2 separate regions of the Zea mays genome follow, and region 1 is linked to region 2. Evidence: chromatin contacts called from public Hi-C data. All regions are on one chromosome and are shown on one strand. The core of a region is the stretch at or near the end of the contact, and the rest is flanking DNA. Distances in the headings are between cores, read along the strand shown.

Region 1 (5,830 bases), core at 2,003-4,502, 200 kb after region 2:
GGCATGGGCTCCTAATGTAGATTAACCACACATGTGCATACGTAGTCATCCTACGTATGGTGGCGCTATAATTTTATTTCAAACTATTACTCTTAAATTTATACAACCGTCTACTAAAGGTTTGGTGCTTGTACATGCACGTGTCATATCCATGTCACTTGTATATGTCCATGGTAGTCTCATGAGGATCATGCATCCCTACCAAATTTATTTTCCTTTGGTTGATGGTATTAACATACTTTTCTAATTCAAAGCATTGGTTGATGAAATTAGCTAGCATATGCAATATTTTTAGAAAGATTATTTTGTTTTTTAACTAGAATGGAAGCTTCCATTGTTATTAAAACACAAATAAAGATTTGAAAAAGAACTCATGTCCTCTCCATAACATGAAACACACATCTACAAAATATAGAAAACACCGCTATAATAGAATCTTTGTATTGACTAAATGACCAATTATGTAATAGTGAAATTATAGACTTTGCCACCAATACCAAATGCCACAAGTCCTCCACATGCAAATTCTATAAGTCATTCATGCTTTTGGAGAACATATATATAGATGCAACCAATGTATAACTACAAAGGTAACCAACTAAGGAGATAATTTATTCTTTTTTAAAAACACAAGAAATTCCATCTAAGCGAAAGTAACCAACAAGTAATAGCCACTCCTAGCATGGTTAGTGACTTCAAATATTTGCTAAGCTCCCCTAACCAAATGTGTAACATATATATGTGATATATGCTATGAGGTTTAGATAGATATAAAGCCAGTTAAATGATTGACCAAATAGCTTAGGCAAGATGACGATAAAAAGCAAGTGCCTAATTGATTTAAAACATTGGAATTCTTAGACATGCATGCTTCTTGACAGCTGACACTAAAATTCACAAATATTGGAACGTGCAATATTTGATTGTTACAATTAGCTAAGTGATCTAATCTACACTAACAAAATCTTATAGAAGCCAAATTGATGCAGAAAAAAATGTATTCAATCCATGGCGGAGTAAAATATCCCAAGTCATCAACGAGTACAACATCAAACATCTCCAAGTGATCAAGCCTGCCACTTACAATGCCAAATTTATGTACTACAACCATCAACTAGTATGTCGTGTCCTCTAATCAGGCAAAATGGTATGTTTATATTTCTTAAATCTCTTCATACTTAATTAAACACTATAAAGCCATTTCATGACAAAATTGTAGTCCCAAAAAATTGGATAACATAATATATATTTAAAATCCATATAAGAAGAGATTCAAATGCATTATCATTTTATTGAGTTGTGACCCGCTACAATGGAAGAGGTTCCAAAATAAGGTAATCAAGCAAAACATACGAACATGACAAAAAGTTTATCTTTAGTTCACCATCCTATATTAGATGTATTGATGGACTACCACAATAGGTACATCAAGAAGAAAGATTGGATATCATCACCAGAACAATGAAAGTGTGATTCTCCCAACTAGGTTAGTGGGCTTCATGCATGCGCATTGTCTTCATGAATAACAATCATGGCGCACCCACAAAATATTTTGATACATCCGACACACGATAAAGCAAAGGATATAATTATGTCGCCAACAACATGATATGAACCTGATATCACGCGCACCAAACACACAAACTTTCAATGTCTACAACTTTATGTAAATACTTTTCATTCATGTACATGATGCATATGTATATACTATTTACTTGTCCTCTATGTTTCAACAAATAATGCATGATTTCCTTTGACGAGGTTGAGAAAAACAGACATGGCTAAATAATTCCATCTATATATAATATAATTTGTGAAATAATCAATTTATTATGACAAAGTGGGTCCATTAGATGTTAATCAAATAGTATTTTTGACATCACAAATTTTACATATAACATAAGGATAATTCCTAGGTCAATATTATGGGTTTCAAATCAAATAATAGGTGCACGTCCAAAGTGGAATGTTAAGAGTACCACTTAATTTGTTTTATTAGATATCTCACATACAAGAAAGGATTAAGTATTGATGCTAACAATTAATACATGAAAATATTACATTTTATCACGATTTTTGACCAAATCCAAGTAATAGGCCATTAGTTCTAGATTATACCGATTATGTATCAAGCTTCTAGTAAACGGTCATTTAAAACAATCCTATAGTGAATGCATGACAATCACATATTCTCACAAATCTTACTTTGGTTCCTTTTCCTTAGAAATTTTCACATCCAAAAAATTCTAATTTCGGGTTGTGAATAGAAAACAACAAACAAAATAAATAATTTTGATGTTTGTATAAAACCTTTCAAGATTACTTGAAATTAGTTGAAGCAAATTGTTTTTAAAATACCTTTCTAAATTAACTGAACAAGCATTTGGTAGTGTAATATTGCCTTTGGTTGTTTTGTGTTGCAAGTGTGTAGAGTTTTCAAAACACGTTCATAATAATGACATTCTCTCTCTATGATCTATTTGTACCTATTTACATAATCAAATATTGGTTTCTTATTTTTTTTAATTATTTTCCATAGATTTTGTTAAAAATCTTTTCCTTGTACTTCAAATTATTTTGTTGTGTTCATTGTTTATCTTTACCAGGAATTTTTCCATTTTTTTTGTTGTGCCTTTTCCTTTTATCTATGTGTGTATTCTATTTTTTGAGATATACACTCGAATACCATTTTTGAACTCTAAATATTTTATTTATGTTCCTCGTGTGTTCAAAATGTTACTGAAAACATTTCTGAACTCTTAGAGCTTCTAGAGTATTTTTCGCGCGTGGCCCCTATACGAAATCTAAAATTTATAGAAATATTTTAATTCCGAAATTGGATATACTAAAATTACATATTCTTTATCCTCATCCAACCCAACCGAAATATATCATACAAACCATTGGGATTGACTCTGGCTCGATCAGCCTAATCCCCTGACCGTTGTTATTTTTGCCCTAATCCCGTCACAGCTGCCGCCGTCGACCAAAATAACTTTCTACTTTCCTCAACTTCAGCGAAACATCCTCGCTCCCCTCTCGTTTCTCTCCTCTGGTTCAGTTAAGCAAAGTGACAGGTAGCATGTACTGTTCGTTTTCTTTCCCCGCCAGAACGCCGACAACGTCAGTACGAAGATGCGCGTCTCATCAGGTCCTGTTTCCTTCCCTCCAGTTCCCGCCCAGTATTTTGTGCTCCTTTTCTTGCACCCACGCGCGTAGGGGTCAGGCAGGTGGGCCACGGAGTGGCACTGGTTCTGTGCCCAGCGCGTGGTGAACATCTTCCTCCCGTGCGCACAGTACCCTGCGCTGTGCCGTGCACAGTAGCATGCATACGTGAACATTGCCGGTAAAGAAAAATAATATATATATATATATATATATATATATATATATATATATATTTCTGGGTCCAAATTAATTTCTTTTATCTTCCGTTGCAGATTCTTTATCCCGGGCACCTAGTGATACACATATCTATGTATACGTACAAGCAGTATCAACACTATTATATCTTTGTTTCCTTCCTTACTGCTTTCCCGTCGGTTGTTCAATTGTTTCCGGAACAACCACATACGCCTTGTACAAGCTCACACAGATTCATCCACCTACCACCTTCAATCCGAATTGCCGTGCTCACGGTTACGAACCACATGATCTTTATCGTTCGAAACACCGTAGAGTTAATGATTGGTGATGGTAATTGTATCACTTGTTGTACCTTCTTATTGTGTGCGTGGCGAATTTGATGCTTCATCTTAAATATACAACCATTTAGAGCCAAATACATTATGATCACTTGTTGTTTTGACAAAATGCCTTTTTCAAATTATGTCAAAGTTCCATGTATCAAATGTTTACGGATTATTAAGATTAATGGTCACCCTTCCAGTCTCAACTGCTACCACCGAGAGATCCTTTTATCTACAAAACTTATCAAAACAGATCAATGAAATAAAATGAGAGATGATTTTATGTGAAGTTACTTGATCATCTATATTGATATAGAATTGATAGCTATGATTAGCTCTCATGATATAATCGAAGCTTTTCATTTGATCGATCGTCGTAGAGGCAAATTATTTTGACCTTTATTGGAGAGTTAATTAATATACAATTATATGGTGCAAGTTTTTTATTAATTTATTATCTATGCTATATATAAATTAGTATACACATATGTATATATCCTACGATAAATTTTTGCTCGGTCCCTCCTATGTTGTAATCCTTACTCCGCCCCTGCATGATGATGTCTTGTTTCCAACCAAAATGTATGGTTGGTTTTTGGGAAAGACAAATAAAAGATGTTAGAGTTTGTAGGTAATGTCTCACTTCTAATGATCAAAACTAAGGATACGATGAATTAGAATTTTTATGCAAACTCTTACTTGATTTTAAAGCTTATTTCTTGCTACAACCATATGCATTATCCTTGTCTTATTTATATTGGATAGGTTTTCCGAGTACACGGTGCTATATTGGATAAGTTTCAGGGAGCCAGAAGCCATGTAATTTAAAATAATAGACGTTTTAGATTTAAACATTCCAGCTAAGCCAAAGTAACCAACAAGAAATAGCCACTAGCAAGGCTAGTGACTTCAAATATTTGCTAAGCTCCCCTAACCAAATGTGTAACATATGTAATATGCTATGAGGTTTATATATACATGTAGCCACTTAAATGATTGATCAAATATCTTGGGCAAGATGAAGTTTAAAAAGAAAGTGCTAAATGATTTAATACATTGGATTCTTTGACATGCATGCTTCTTGTCAGTTGACACCACAAAATTCACAGATATTGGAACTAAAATTATTATTGGATCCTTACACTTACCTAAGTGATTTAATCTAAGCTACAAATCTTATAGATGGCAACTTGATGCAAAAAGCATTGTATCCAAACCATGGTGGAGTAAAATATCCTATGTCACCAACAAGTGCAACATCAAACAACTACAAGCCTCCCAGTTGAAGTGCGAAATTTATGCACTATAACCATCAACTAATATGTCTTGTCCTCTGATCGGGCGGAATGATATGCTTGTATTGCTTTGATTTATTCATAATTACTTAAACATTATAAAGTCATTTAATGAAATAGTAGTAGTCACAAAATTTTGGATAGGACACAATGTATATTTGAAATCAAATGGAAAAGTGATTCAAATAAATTATCATTTTATTGAGCTATGACCTGGTACGATGGAAGAGGTTCAAAAATTTGATAATCAAGCAAAAGAGATGAACATGGTAAGTGGTTTATCTTTAGTTCACATCCTGATATTGAAAGTATGGGTGGACTACAACTATAGGTACATCCAACAAAAAGATTGGTTATCTTTACTAGAGCAATAAAAGTGTCAATATCCCAACTAGGTTAGTGGGCTTTGTGCATGCGCACTTGTCTTTATGAATAAGAATCATGATGCTTCACGAAATATTTTGATACGTCCGACACACAATAAAGCAAAGGATATAATTATGTCCTCAATAACATGATACCAACCTGATAGCACGCGCACCAAACTCAAACTTTCAATGTCTGCAACTTAATGGAAATACTTGTCATTCATGTACATCATAATGCATATTTACACATATATTATTTACTATTCCCTATATTTCAACGTAAAGTTCATGGGTTCCTTCAACGAGGATGATAAAAATAAACTTGGCCACAGTATTCTGTCTATAATGTCTTCAATGAGGATGATAAAAATAAACTTGGCCACATTATTCTGCCTATAATATAGTTTGTGAGATAACAAATTCATAACAACAAAGTAGGTCCATTAAAATGCTAATCCAATAATATTTTTGACATCAC
Region 2 (5,306 bases), core at 2,719-5,218:
GTGTGTTTTAGTAGCCACAAAGCCTAGATGTGGTTTAAAGTGGTTGCATGTTAGTCATGCTAATTGTAGAATAAATCTTTGATTTTCTTGATCCATTGATTATGTATTAATACGTTGAGGATCTGATGGTTCTCTCCCCGATGCATGCTTGTGGAGCCATTGTTGGACCACTTATCTATTGGTTTGAATGAAGTCATTGCCTAACCTAGAGTTGGTTGTGTGTGGTTAGTGACCTATTTCTAAATGATGTGGTTTTTACATCAGCATGAGATGTTTGCCAAATTTGTGAAGGATTACGGGGTTAGTATTGACCCTGTATGTATGGTACTTTGAGTGCATCATATGATAGAATGAAATGTAAGTTTCTGAACTACAGTAGATGAAGACTTATATTATGTGTAGGTTAATCTTACTAGTTTGGATATTTTTTTAGTTGAGTTGTTGGATGAAGTATAGTGACATGGGTTAAGCAAATATTGTGTTGTTGTTGTGCTGTCAGTGCTCTTTGTGGAGTTTTTGGCATTTCTTCGATGAACTGTGCCTCACAGAATGTTATTGACTTCTTGTCGGCTTTATTGCTCCATTAGTTCTATAGATTTTCTCCCTTTTGTGGGGTGCAAAGAATGTTAGATTACATGATTATCTTTTCATGATGGAAAGAACTAGGTTTAGGAAGATTAGGAGTTTTGTTTCAATAGAACTACTTGTTTCGTGGTGCTGTGAGGTGAGGTGTTTGATCTTCTTATACATTCATCTGGTGTGGATGTTTCACCACTAAATTAAAATGAATTGTTGAAGTTGGTAAGGGTTGTGCTTAGTGCATATTACCCCTTCATAAAAGAGTGTCATTTTAAGACATTGATGCTGATGTATGGCTGCATCCAAATTTGATGTTGTGAAATCGTAGTTTTGATTGCATCTATGACTTGCTTTGAGCTTCATTACATGTTGTTTCATGCTTGATGTTAGGTGGTGTAGTTTCCTTAGACAATTAGTCTGAGGTAGAAGTTCTTGTGTTAATTAAGACCAATAATGGACCCATGTTTTGAATGGTGGTGCTATATGGGGTACCTTGGATGTTTTGTTTGGAGTGGTCGAATTTAAGGACGAATTTTTTTAAGGGGTAGAGTGTAATATCCCAAAAAAAATGTTGCCAAAGGTTGATCTTCGGTGCGTGGATGTGGGAAAAGGGTTGTGGGCCATTGGATGCTAAGTCAGAGTCATCTGAGGCGTCGTTTCTTTTCTCCCGCAAAGAAACTCTAGTGGCCGCCCTCCCCCCTTTTTCCCCTTTCTTGGCCGCCACCCCCTTTCCCCACACTTGGCCGCCCCTCCCCTTCCATTTTGCTGGCCGCCCCCTCTCCTCTCATGGCAGCCGCCCTCTACCCTCTCCATGGCTTTCACCTCCCTCTAGAACTCCCCCCCAAGCAGCAAGGATCGAGAAGAGGAGGAGCAAGTTGGATTGAAGAGGAAGAGAGGACCAAGGAAATGTTCTATCCCTATCTCTTCTTGCAAATTTTCTTGGGGAAACCGTAGGTAAGGATGAGATCTATGTTCCTCTCTTCAATTAAGTGTTTTTGCAAGTTTTGGATCATGGGGATTAAAGGATTAGAGGTTGGATTAGATGTGGGGTTAGATTTTAATCTCGAATTTAATTTCTGCAGAATGACAGATTCGATAGTTTCAGTTCATGCCAGTTTTCCGTGGTCTTAGTGGCCCCAAAAAAATAAAAAGTCTGTATATGAGTCGTAGCTAATTTGTAGATCTTTACGTGGCCACGAAGAACACCTCAATCGGACATCAGATCAGAGAGTTATTGTAGTTTGATTATAGCAGTTTTTCAGTCTCATAATTCTGTGCAGAATCTGTTCTCTTAAGATTTAGGAAAGTTTATCAACATAATTAAACCTTGGGTTTGTTAGCAAAGTTGTAGATAATTTTATAAGATTTCCATATTAATAAAGAGTGTATTCATATGAATTTTTAAACTCCAGTTATGTTTGTTTTACTGTGGCTGTTTCTGTTTGCCTGGTAAAAATGAGCGGGTCTGTTCACTGGTGGGTTTCATCTAGTAAATGGCCGAATTGACTCTTCCAACTATGAAGAATTTTGTATAGGGATAAAAGTTCTTACTTCAAGCAGAATTTCATAATTTTTGGTTGTGTAGTTTGGGAGATATCAAATTTTGAAGTTAACTATGCTGCTGTCTGAAACAGATTTAGTCAGTTATCTTGTCAGATGTTTTAGAACTTATAGAAGGCAAAATTTAATTATCCATTTAATACCGAAGTTGTAGAGTATTTTGTGTAGATACTCCTAGAGTATTTGTTTGATATCACCACTGTTATAATTTTAAAGATACAAAATTAACAAATAGTGTTGCTGCTGTTTAGCATGTGGTACAGGGTGGGAGTCTTTCCACGAGGTCTTGGTTTCAAGTGTATGAACGATTTGTTGATTGTTGGCAAATGTTTGTGGAATATTTGTACTATGTTTTATGCCCCACAGCAGGTGGCTACACTCCGGATCATGCCAAGTACATTTTTCTTATTCGATGAAGGCAAGTGAATGTAGCGGTGGTTGCTACAGTTTTGACTTGTTATTTTTATCGCCTGCACTCTAATATTCCGTATTATTGAATTCTTTCATAATTGAACTATATGATGATGCTTTACTTGATTGTATTATATTGATGCTCAATCATATATTGATGATGATTATGGTTCGAGTATGACCCATGAGATTAATTCACAACCCTGAAGGAAGATGAAGCAATATTTGAGGTTTCTATTGTATTTGAAGGAAGGTAAAGTATTATTTGAGGTTTGTATTGTATCTGAAGGAAGGTAAAGTAATATTTGAGGTTTGTATTGTTTCTGAAGGAAGATGAAGTATTATTTGAGGTTTGTATTGTATGTGAAGGGAGTGAAGTATATTGATAAATGCAGCATGCCATATGCATTGCATGATTCATTTGCATCTAAAGTTTTGTCATGACCTATGGTCCGACCGTACCAGTACAACTTAGCATCGTACGTTGCCCGAGGAGGGGTATGATGCGGCTTCATACCCTCAGAGGTATGAAGGCAGAGGACATATGCATTGCATTCACATGCATTCATTGAAGTGATATTTGCAGATATTGTGGACGCAGGGAAGTGTTATACAAACTATTATGGTTGCTCGAGGAAATGAGATGGTATTGGTTATATTGGGACTATTGAGTTCTATATCTACAAGTATTTCTGATCTTAATTGTGATTCCTGTAAAATGTTGATAAATTTATCTTGTGGTTTAAATATCTCGTCAAAACATTTTGCTTGCTGAGATGTTTCATCTCACTCTTGCATTACTCAATACAGGTACTTGATGCTTATCAAGGGGAGTGGGAAGTAGCGGCACGTTGCACACATTGCTTAAAGAACCAAATAATTATCTTTGGTTATTGACTTTTGAGGTTCATACTTTAGAGTATGATGTAGTCATAAGCTGGTTCATTCGTGGTTAATTGTCTTTGATGAGAATTATATCACACTAGTATGATTCATTTTGTATTGATATATCTCTTTTGCTTCTGTGATGCTTATAATTACAAAGGAGATGCTGTCAAAATTTATTTTGCTTAGTCTTCGGTTGTTGGTAGTGAAGTCCAATAGCATCTCGGGGTGTTTGTGGATCCCAGGGTGTTACAACGGTGGTGCCAATCTCTCCTCTCGCTGAGCTCTCAACTGGTGGCAGTTTCCTCTGTGATTCGGAACACAAGCACGGCTGAGGGCCCTACTCCCCATCATATATGCACAAGGAAGGCTAGTTGGATTCCAGGGTGTTTCACGATGAGTGTGGACGCGGACATCGCAGACTCTGTTACGCTAGCGCGAGCAATTCTCCCGGGAAGCAAGGCACTGGCCTGCCGGACCCGCAGGGCAGTGGCTCCCAGTGCAAGCCGTGAGAGGGATGGGAACTGGCACTGGGCCCGCGTCACAGTGGCACTAGTTGCAAGCACGCGATACACGGCTGCGACGGTGAGTGGGACCCACATGTTCGCGCCTGCATCAGATTCTTGAGCCGCACGATGGAAAAGAGTGTCTAGGCCAAAAGTGAGGAACTAGGCCCATTCCGCTTCCTATTGTTTTCTCTTTTTGATTCTTTCTTTTATAATTTCTATTTTGTTTTTTCACTTAAATTCATAATTTGAATTCTTGTTTTACTCTCCAGATTTCAAATATCAAACAAAATTCTAATACTTCTATTGCTTGCAATGATATTATTTATTTATTATTATTTATTCTCCTTCCTATTATTTAATTATGGAAGGAATAATTACTTTATTATCATTTCCTTTCTTTACTCATTTTCTGTTTTATATTTTCATTTATAATTTGAGTTCTAATTTAAATTATGACTCCTTTACTCAAATAAAATGAATCACACAAAAAGAAACATCAACATGAATGCACCTTTAATTTGTTCAACTTGATCTCTTTATTGACATATGCAAAAGAGAAAATGGGATAATTAATCACATAAGTTCCAAAATTCCCCAAAACAATAACATATAAATATATTTATTTATTTATATCATTATTTTCTCTGTTACAAATTTTGGGCTTCACAACACGGCGGCGCCGCCGCACATACAACGGTGAACACGCCGGAAACATTGGATTCGCCACGAGGATGCATCTCCCCATCTAAAATGCTCTATATGTCGTGAAGTTCAAGGAAAACACACAAGGAGGAGACTCACCTGTGATTATGGCATAGAGACCTCCGCCCATGACGAGGAGCGACTCCGTCGCGAGTATATGACTCTGGCGAGAAATTCTCGCACCGTCAAGGGTCTCCCTCATCCCAAGAAACCTCTACGAGCATACTTGCTCCCTAGTGATAACCATTGGATTGCTTTCGAGGATCAAGCGATGGGGTGGATCAATGTCAACGATGACTCCTCTTTGTTGGCATGGGTTGGGGTTGAGACTGGGTCTTTATATCGAGAGGTGAAGGCGTATCGGCCTATGTTGTTACACTGGTGATGCGAAGTCCGCCGCAATTGTTACACCTCAGCAGGGATTGAGTGCAAGGTAGGAGATCAGTAGTGGTCAAAGGGGCCCACTAGTTAGCGATCTGGTGCATGCTCACACAGGCCGACCGCAAGGGCCCACATGTCATCAACAGATAGAAGAGCATGTGGTGGGTCCGACTGTTGTGACTAGTTTCTAGATCCGGTGGTACATTTAAATTTTCACTTACGGTTTTAGTTATCAAACTTCAGCGAAAAACAGGTGGGGCTGGCTTAAGGAACCGCCAG

The links. A called contact is a pair of places that touch in the nucleus more often than the background predicts.
Region 1: a contact with region 2 is called in a Hi-C map of ear, with 2.8 times the contacts expected there. The contact joins two enhancer-like sites. A contact is called at or near these places in 5 of 25 Hi-C or Micro-C datasets (bundle sheath, ear, leaf and 1 more).

The regions. Positions count from the first base shown.
Region 1 is chr2:104,152,514-104,158,343 of Zm-B73-REFERENCE-NAM-5.0, forward strand. No RefSeq gene overlaps it. Among protein-coding and RNA genes, the nearest start is that of LOC103646762, 4.2 kb to the right of the region's middle. Within about 2 kb of position 3,253, at least 11 of the 20 cell types and tissues checked have an H3K27ac peak or open chromatin away from gene starts, as enhancers often do. A contact at or near this core is called in bundle sheath, ear and tassel, where this site is marked.
Region 2 is chr2:103,948,898-103,954,203 of Zm-B73-REFERENCE-NAM-5.0, forward strand. No RefSeq gene overlaps it. Among protein-coding and RNA genes, the nearest start is that of LOC103646761, 8.1 kb to the right of the region's middle. Within about 2 kb of position 3,969, at least 16 of the 20 cell types and tissues checked have an H3K27ac peak or open chromatin away from gene starts, as enhancers often do. A contact at or near this core is called in bundle sheath, ear and tassel, where this site is marked.